Regions from separate parts of the Bombyx mori genome. Here region 1 is linked to region 2. Evidence: chromatin contacts called from public Hi-C data. All regions are on one chromosome and are shown on one strand. Each heading gives the region's core, a stretch centred on a gene start, on an enhancer-like site or on the middle of the called end of the contact. The rest is flanking DNA. Distances are from core to core; before and after follow the strand shown. Region 1 overlaps LOC110385726 (a long non-coding RNA gene). Region 2 overlaps LOC101739321 (serine/threonine-protein kinase 26).

Region 1 (4,521 bases), core at 1,227-3,726, 180 kb before region 2:
TGTTAGTTGTGATGTAAGCGCCGCGAGGTGCTGAGGTACGATGCAATATTTGCATTCCAGTTTTGTGTTTTAAGTTTAGCAGCCGAGGGTAGTAGTTGTTAATGTTTATTTAAAATCACATTGCCAAATAATTTGGGTGTTGTGCTATTATTTATTTAACAAGAAAATCGAAAATCAATTTATTACTTTCCATCACTAATTTTATTTGTTTGATCGAGAGTGAATAATTAAAGTTGTATACTAAATGATTTTACAAATGTTTCAATCATTACAATTTTTATGCATTTTAAAATGTTTAGTCAAATCAATTACATGATATTATTCATAATAATATTTATTATTCTATGTATTGTTCTCATGTTATTTTATTTCATTCAACTGTAGTCAAATGACAGTATTTTTATAACAAAATTGTATAAGGATGAAGGGTTCAGCCAGAGAACGTCTGCATCCGGTGTTGCTACGCTAAATTTGACGTAATAAATGCATATCGACACCGATGTCGCACGTACTTCCGGCCTGTATTACGTATATCTGATAAGCATTATGTAGGTTTAGCGAAATAGAAATAACTCGGGAGACGAACTCCAGGCACCAAATCTTATTGGTTCAATGTTATTCTCGTATTATGGTGATATAGTGCGTCGCGCTCGGCGCAGAGCTCAATATTTTTAGTGACCCTTAAGAAAATTAATACCTCTTTTGAAAAGAATATAATAATTATTACATAGTATATTCAATCGATGATCACATATTATGTATTTCCCTGTTTATTTTGATGTGATATCATAAATGACTGATCTGAATTTAGTTTTTAAGTTGGTTATCGATGTGCAGTGCTATTTCGAGAGTATAATTAAGATTTAATATTGAAAAGTGCCAATGCTCGTAATTTAATCTATATGACTGTTCCTTTAATGTAGCTGTGACAGCTCGACTCCAACATCGGAAGAGAGCTCGTCTCATCTTGTCCACTTCAGTATAATATTATTAAGCAACTTCCTTCTAACGCTAAGTATATCAAATGTTAATGTTTGTAACGAACCACGTAACGTGCACAATCTCAGTAATGCTTGCAATATTATGTATAAAATGTTTTAATTCCTCAATTTAATTTAATCCAGCGTAATGTTAAGAGTACAATATTTAATGATGTTATATCATTCTAGTATCAAAATTAACCGAAGATGTTAATATTATTATTATTAGTTAGGTAAAATTTTAAACTAGCTTCGTATAATTGGGATGTTTTAGTATTTAGTAGTGTATAATTACTACGTAGTGGCAAGCAAGATGTCTCGTGTGTGATGTGAATAATGTTAGTGGCAATAATACTCGATGTAAGCTCCCTGCCAAGAGAGTTGTACAGGGTCGCGAGCATACACAACTGAAAGATAGACACTAGGCGTTTATTTGTTGTAATTATAATAATAGCCGTAGGTATTTTATCGTACTTAAATAATTATTCTTGCGATGCCTTAATTCTGGTTGTCAATTAGACACGTCTCTGCCTAGAGTGTTATCATTGTTTTTATTTATTTTAGTTTTTGCTGTTCCGGCTTCCTCCGTGAACTTCCAGTCCAGGCTGTTCTTTTAAAATAATTTTGAGGTCGATTTATTTTTACCTAAGTGTTCTTATTAAATGTTACCAAAATGTTTTTAATAAAATATTTTTATATGTAAGAATGTGTTTTCATTTATATACCTATTAATAGTAGACAAGAATACTGATATATCGTGATTCGACTAAAGCTAAACATCGCTCGCCTACGTCGTTTATAAATAAATTTAATGATGTAGGAGAGCAGAAATAGATTGTATTTTTTTAATCTTACAATTGGAATAATTTATAAACGATAACGCGTAAGGTGATCACGTTTTGATATCATAGGTCATTTATCTTTGGCTTGAAGCCAGCAACAAATAAATTGATACGATGCTAACGAATTGCGAATTAAACATTTGGGAAAATATTTAAAGGTTAGAAGTTAACAAAAAAGAAAAAATACTATTTGCTAGGTATTTGCAATTATCCGTTTGTTTTAATACGTAATAAATTAATTTCGCCCGAAAGTCAAATTTACCACCATATTTATCTTATTTTGTGCACCACCTGACCCTCTAACTCTACCTATGTTCATTGTTTTCATTGACTACTTGATAATAATTTAGTTATTTATGTAAATTTTCAAACAATTTTCATTTTCTCTTTGTTATATACCCAAAGAGACCATACTCGCCCTTAGCAATTAAAATCAATAAGTACTTTGTCAAATTAACTAACAAAGTACAAGTACATTTTTATACTATACATACAATATTTGCAATGCAATCCCAACAAAATGGCCGACATGTACAGAAGCGCCATCTGGTTGAAATAGTTCAAAACCAAAGTACACGTTTAAATGGGACAATTTCCGTCAAAACGAGATAGCGCCATCTATACTTGACTTGTTGAAAATGCCTCGACCAATCCTAGATGGCTCTGCTATGTATGTTAAGATTATTACAATGAGCTTATAGATGACGCTACTTTCTTAAGGCTTGGCTTTTCATACATTAATTTCAAATTTTCTTATTATGACTATAAAGATATCCAACAATTTAAAATTTTTATTATATTGTATTTGGAGGTGTGACTTGGCTCTGTCTGTGGGATGCTGATAACTAGGAGAAAGGGTGACCACGGTGAGCAGTAGCCTCACCTACCAGTTAGATACCTACGTCTATTTAATATTACTAACATTTCTCCTATTCAAAATTATTTAATTCTCTGAACAGTTTTGTATTAAGATCTATTTTTATTGTATTCCTGTCTACATTACTAGATCAAAATTATATTATAAAAATATCTAGAATCGCTTTAGTTTATACATTTTATTTATTATTCTCTGCTGAAGACGGCTGTGTGCTCATTATGAGCTTACTTACTACTAAAACTCAAACAACTCTGACGTCATCGCCTGACATCATCCTTGAGACATCCATTGCATTGCATGCAATCTTCCTCTCACACCGGAACACGAATTTGCAGTGGAATAAATAAGCTGCACTGACAAGTTCTCATCCAATGTTTAGCTTCCTTAAATTTTTTAATGAAGAATTATTTGTGTCACGTGGACTTTCCCAGTTTCACCAGGACAGGTGGGCGAGCAAAGGCTTAGCCCGGAGCGAAGGGTTTTGCTAATAGCAGCCCAAGCGCCTCCGGAGGACACCTATCAACCCAAAGGCAGCTTCTTCGCGAATGAATCTACCACCTAATCGGAATCGCGACCCGCTGAAAAGATCCAGCGAGAAACTCAGCGAGCTGATGTATGAGTTAGGTAGCATGTTGAACTCTGCCGAGTTCCTTGTGTACGATTACCAGAGTCCCTAAGCCGGCTCCTAGTGTTAGAGCAGAAAGCGTCTAGTTCTGAAGTTAATGGATCTGATGGATCTGTAAGGAATTGTCTAAGGCATCGACGGTGACTGGCTCCTCCGTGGGCAGGAGTCGGGGAGTAGTCAGCGGCGGCAGCGATAAGACGATTATCATGATGCATAGCTTACCAAAGTACCGTTCTGACGCTGACCACAGGAGTTTCCGGTTCGATTCGTAATTAAGTATCAATGTTACTGAAACGGTCTTTCTGGAAAGATCCATCAAGGAACAGTGCTTCACGGCAGAAATAGGCAGGGGGCGGTGGTACCTACCCGTGCGGACTCACAAGAGGTCATGCCATCAGTAAAAACAGATGCCCTAGATAATCGATTCACATCAGGCTGGTTTCAACTTTGAAGCCCACGCGTCTCGAACTACTGATGAGGCTTTTACCAATCGATTAAATATACCTATATAGTCATCCTCATGATCGGTAGATCGGTTTTTGTTTCTGTTGAAAGTTATAGATAGGTTATTCGTGAATAATGAAAAATACGATCAGTTTACATTTAATCAAACATATAGGATTTATTGAAAAGGATTACGTTTTGAGAAAAGTCCTTGCGCCCGAGAGAGTCGTCAATAAGTAATGACCTTAAGGAAACAATATTTATTTTTATAATGAGGCCTGTACTACTTTTCCCACGCATGGGATTTGTTTTTGTAGGCCTGACCGTAGTGTTCGAGAAATTCTAATAAAAAACGCTGCGTTATGACTGCAATCCGCTTCAAAGCCATTAGAGCCAAATGTTGAAGTGACAAAATTATAAAACAAGCTAATCTTACAAACTACGATTCAATTTTGTAGTTGTTTCTGTTAGTATATCAAATACTAAAGTCCAAAGATCTCATGTACAGATAATTCATCAAAGTACATCGAACCATCAAAAGTGAAAACCTTGTGAGCCTGAACGCCCCAACGTCGATCGATATCCGACGAAATTTGCGACAAAATAACATTTTCACCAACTAGGCATTGTTCGAAATCATAATGGAATATGAATTGTTTTTTACTCCGTAATAACCGCAGCAATGATGTTTTTGTTTGGAATATCCACTTTTGTGTAGACATAATGGGTGTATTCATTCAAACGGCAGAAACT
Region 2 (4,089 bases), core at 882-3,381:
ATACATTTGTATACAAAATAATGTGAAAATCATTACAAAGGTGTGTGTGTGTGTGTGTGTAGTAGAAGTAATGTACCAAAAACGTTTTTATATAGTGCTCATAATGTTAGATATTGAACCTTGTATCGATTCGTTAGTTCGAGCAGAACAAAGATTACATATACGCGAGGGTGAAGTCTCAATTTGTGTAGCGGCTTTGTCACCCTTCACAACACGTCAGCTCACGTCATTTCGGATCGATCTTTTTACGAAAATTGCGCGGCCGGAGGTGTATGATATTTCCCACATTTATAGAAACTATAGAGAAGGAGTGCAAAATGCTAATTTTTTTTTTAAATTATGGCCTAATAATACATTAAATCAACAAAAAACATCACACACACTTTCATGTACTTGACACACGCACATATAAATATATTCTTTTACTGTCAAACTTTTGTTATCGCTTAAAGTCTGTGGTTAAATTGAGAATAGGTTAATATTGTTTGTCTATAGTACAGTCTTGACAAAATCTGTGATTATAGAATAGTCTTTGACAATAGAACCATAATAATGTTTAACCCTAAAATTTCAATAAATTTATAGTCAAATTTCGACTACTGCGGGACCACTAGTTTCGTTAAATGAAAATAATATGTGTATAAACAAGAACACTGGTGAACTAAATGTATGTCGTTGTTTCGGTGCAGGTGTCCCGCGGGAAGGGGGCGGGCGCGGCCAGCGCGGTGGACGAGCTGCGGCGCGCCTTCGAGCTCGCGGAGAGGCACGCGCCGCACCTCACGCGCGCCTTCGTGCAGCAGGTACTGAATAAATTAACCCTCAGACGCAGCCCACTGAGTTTCTCGCCGGATCTTCTCAGTGGATCACGTTTCCGATCCGGCGGTAGATTCTGCGAAGCGCGGCTCTTGCTAGGGTTCGTGTTAGCAACGTCATCAGGTTTGAGCCCCGTGAGCTCACCTACTAGTTAAGGCGACGCTGATATAGCCTCTCAAGGCTATCAGCTTAGGTAGGAAAAAAAAAATAAGCAGGTACTGGCCGCGGGTACCCGGGGGTTGGGGGGGGACCGAGCGCACCCGCACCGACCGGGGGGGAGGGACGCGTGTCCTCGTCGCACATATCGTCTTTTCGCATTAAAAGTACAATTTCCAAAAATATTCGAAATTGAGTTAATATACGGAATCATTTGGTATCACCAGTATTTTTCTCATAAATACTGTCAAAAGAGCGTAGTTTAGTTTCAGTTTTTTTTTAATAGTTTACCTATATCTTGATTGCTATTACAAAATTAATACATAATTTTATCTTAATGTAGTATAAAAAACAGATAATGCAACTGGTAAGAAATAAAATAAAAAATAAATGTTGCAAAGATAATTAATAGTAAAAATATCACATGTTAAACCGTTATAACACTCTCCTGTAAAATTTGTAAGTTTTGAGATTATACAGTTTTGACGCGATGTCAGTGCCGACTCGTGCCGCCGACTTTTGCGATTGCACAATTTTGCAGGCAGCGGGGTGTGAGAGAGACCGCTCTTCTCATTACACTAACTTTTCGCTGTCGAAGTGGGGACCGGAATAGGGATTTCGCTATATCCTGGTTCCCTAAGTGTTGTAGGTTTCCTCCGATGTCAGTTTGGGGATTAGAGAAGTATATCTAAGGAAATGTTATGTTAATTGTGCTATACGCATCATACGAAACAGCAACCGGTTGACTCCATTCTCCGACCCTCGTAGTGTTGAACTCGCAGGCTGTCCCGAAAATATGAGTTGGTGGGGCCGTCTCGGCGGATAGATCAAGGGGCTCGGTAGTTGTGACGCTAACGACCGTGGGTTTGCTTTCTGAAAGCGCTCCAAGACATGCGCTCCGCTAAGAAACTTCTGAAAACATACACAATAAGTAAACATAGTTTCAAACAAAAAAAACAACGCTCTAATTATTTTTGTATATATCGTCATCAGTCCTTGATACGTGTGACCCTTCACAAATTAATTGGAAGTCTTGAAGTTCCCATAGCTCATTAAAGTAATCCAATTAAACGTCGCTTGTTGTCCGTCTGTGTAGATCGTGCAGCGGGTGGCGACGCACAGCCACGCGCCCAGCGCGCCCTCGCACAACTCCTCGCAGCACTGGATGAGGTACGTACCCGCCGACTGCAGCCGAGTATTGCCGAGTGTAGCCGAGTGTAGCCGAGTGTAGCCGAGTGTAGCCGAGTGTAGCCGAGTATAGCCGAGTATAGCCGAGTATAGCCGAGTGTAGCCGAGTGGTGCCGAGTGTAGCCGAGTGCCTCCAGGCTGTACGAAACGTATCGTTCGTAAAAACTTGTATTTAACTAAACAGAAATGAACCAGAGCTTATCCGGTATATTATTATTCGGACGACGGTAACAATACAAACTGAAATGTCGTTAAGGGATAATAAGGGATGTTAGAAGTTGAAATGCTTGAATGATTTTTTTTATTGTGAAATTATAGTTTCTATTTTATATTGAATATCGAATTAAAATCTGAAACATACTCTTATTTCTATTAATAATTAATATTAAAATAATTACAATTAATTATTTAATAGAAAATTAGTTTTGTAAGATTTAATTAATCAAATCGATCGACAAGCAATCCCGGCATCTAAAAAAACCTTTTCTTTTACAGTAAAGAATGTTTCGTTTTCAATTAATGCAAGGTTTTTTTTTAATATTAATCACAGCCCATCATATCACATGTCGCTAATGGTTGGACTATAATGATTATTCCATGATGGCTATCTCGCTCATAATTTTGCTTGCTAATGACGTCACACGTGAAGTTAAAACTAGTTTATTAAATACATTGCGCGCTCTTTGAAAGAAAATAGAAATTTTCTAGTGTAATGTTTAATTTAGATTGTTTATATGATACAAGTTAAAAATATTTTAAGTTTTAATAGGTAGGGATGCTCTAATCAAGATAATAATTAAATAATAAATGAAATATGCACAGTGCTCTCTGGCATGAAATTAAATCGACTACAACTCCAATTTTTATGAAAAAATTTTAATATTGCATTGCGTCAATATCATATAATATTAATACGTGAAGCAAAAACTTTGTATCCTTTTTTACGAAAATTGCGCGGACCGAGGAGTATGAAATTTTCCACACTTATAGAGAATACAGAGAAGAAGTGCACAATGCTAATATTTTTTTAAAATAATGCATAAAAGATACATTAAATCAATAAAGAAAACATTACACACACTACATACCATGTATTTGACACACACACGCATGCATACTATTTATTGTCAAACTTTTGTTCTTGACGTCTGTTGTCAACTTGAGAATAGAGTAAATATTGTTTGTCTTTGTTATGATTTTTATAGTGTAGTCTTGGCGAATTTTGTGATTATAGAAGTATAAAATACAATCGTAATAGTGTACAAATTTACAATTCCAATTATAATTAATTGGAATTGTAAATTTGTACACTATTCGACTATAATTAGTCGAATTTCGACTACTGCGGGACCTCTAGTGCTTTATTAATGGTTAGAGTTTTTACAAGCAAATAAAAATGGAATACAGAGATTACATAGATAATTAATAAAGATTGAATTATGTCAAGTTTATTATATTATATGCTATATATTATTGTTCTGTTTGTTTCAGGGATCTATAATGGCGCTTGTAGCGGTCGCACTTCACACGCGCCGGTCACACGTATATATGCCTTATTGTTCACGGAATAACGTTCACTATTCAAAAAAAAATTTTTAACGCTATTCGAGTTAACTCTTCAATATAAAGTAGCGTCGAAAGGAAAATATTAATATTTTTTGTAAGTAAATGTAAATTTTATTAAATTTTAATTTGATTTTTTTTTTTTTATTATATTTGTAACTATACAATAGTTTGAATACGTTCAGTCATATATTTCGATGTTGTATGATTTCACGATTTGTTTTTTTTTTTATTAATTTCGTTTAGGGGTTGAACGTGCGCAGCCGCAACCCAGTCACAAAGTTGCAATGCCATAGTTTAACTAAAAAAGAAAAAAAAAAAAACTAAAATATATATTTTTTCATTAACGATTACTTAATGCGGTTACTA

Evidence for each region. A called contact is a pair of places that touch in the nucleus more often than the background predicts.
Region 1: a Hi-C map of middle silk gland shows a contact between it and region 2, with 2.0 times the contacts expected there. The contact joins two enhancer-like sites. A contact is called at or near these places in 2 of 7 Hi-C or Micro-C datasets (middle silk gland and posterior silk gland).

Annotation. Positions count from the first base shown.
Region 1 is chr4:4,916,941-4,921,461 of ASM3026992v2, reverse strand. It overlaps LOC110385726 (a long non-coding RNA gene), which reads left to right. Exons shown (of 3, transcript XR_009972901.1): 3 at 1-1,683. Among protein-coding and RNA genes, the nearest start is that of LOC110385726, 6.1 kb to the left of the region's middle. Within about 2 kb of position 2,476, at least 8 of the 8 cell types and tissues checked have open chromatin away from gene starts, as enhancers often do.
Region 2 is chr4:4,739,538-4,743,626 of ASM3026992v2, reverse strand. It overlaps LOC101739321 (serine/threonine-protein kinase 26), which reads left to right. Exons shown (of 12, transcript XM_038021825.2): 10 at 690-800; 11 at 2,066-2,139; 12 at 3,649-4,089. The coding sequence ends at 3,658. Among protein-coding and RNA genes, the nearest start is that of LOC134198740, 69 kb to the left of the region's middle. Within about 2 kb of position 2,131, at least 4 of the 8 cell types and tissues checked have open chromatin away from gene starts, as enhancers often do.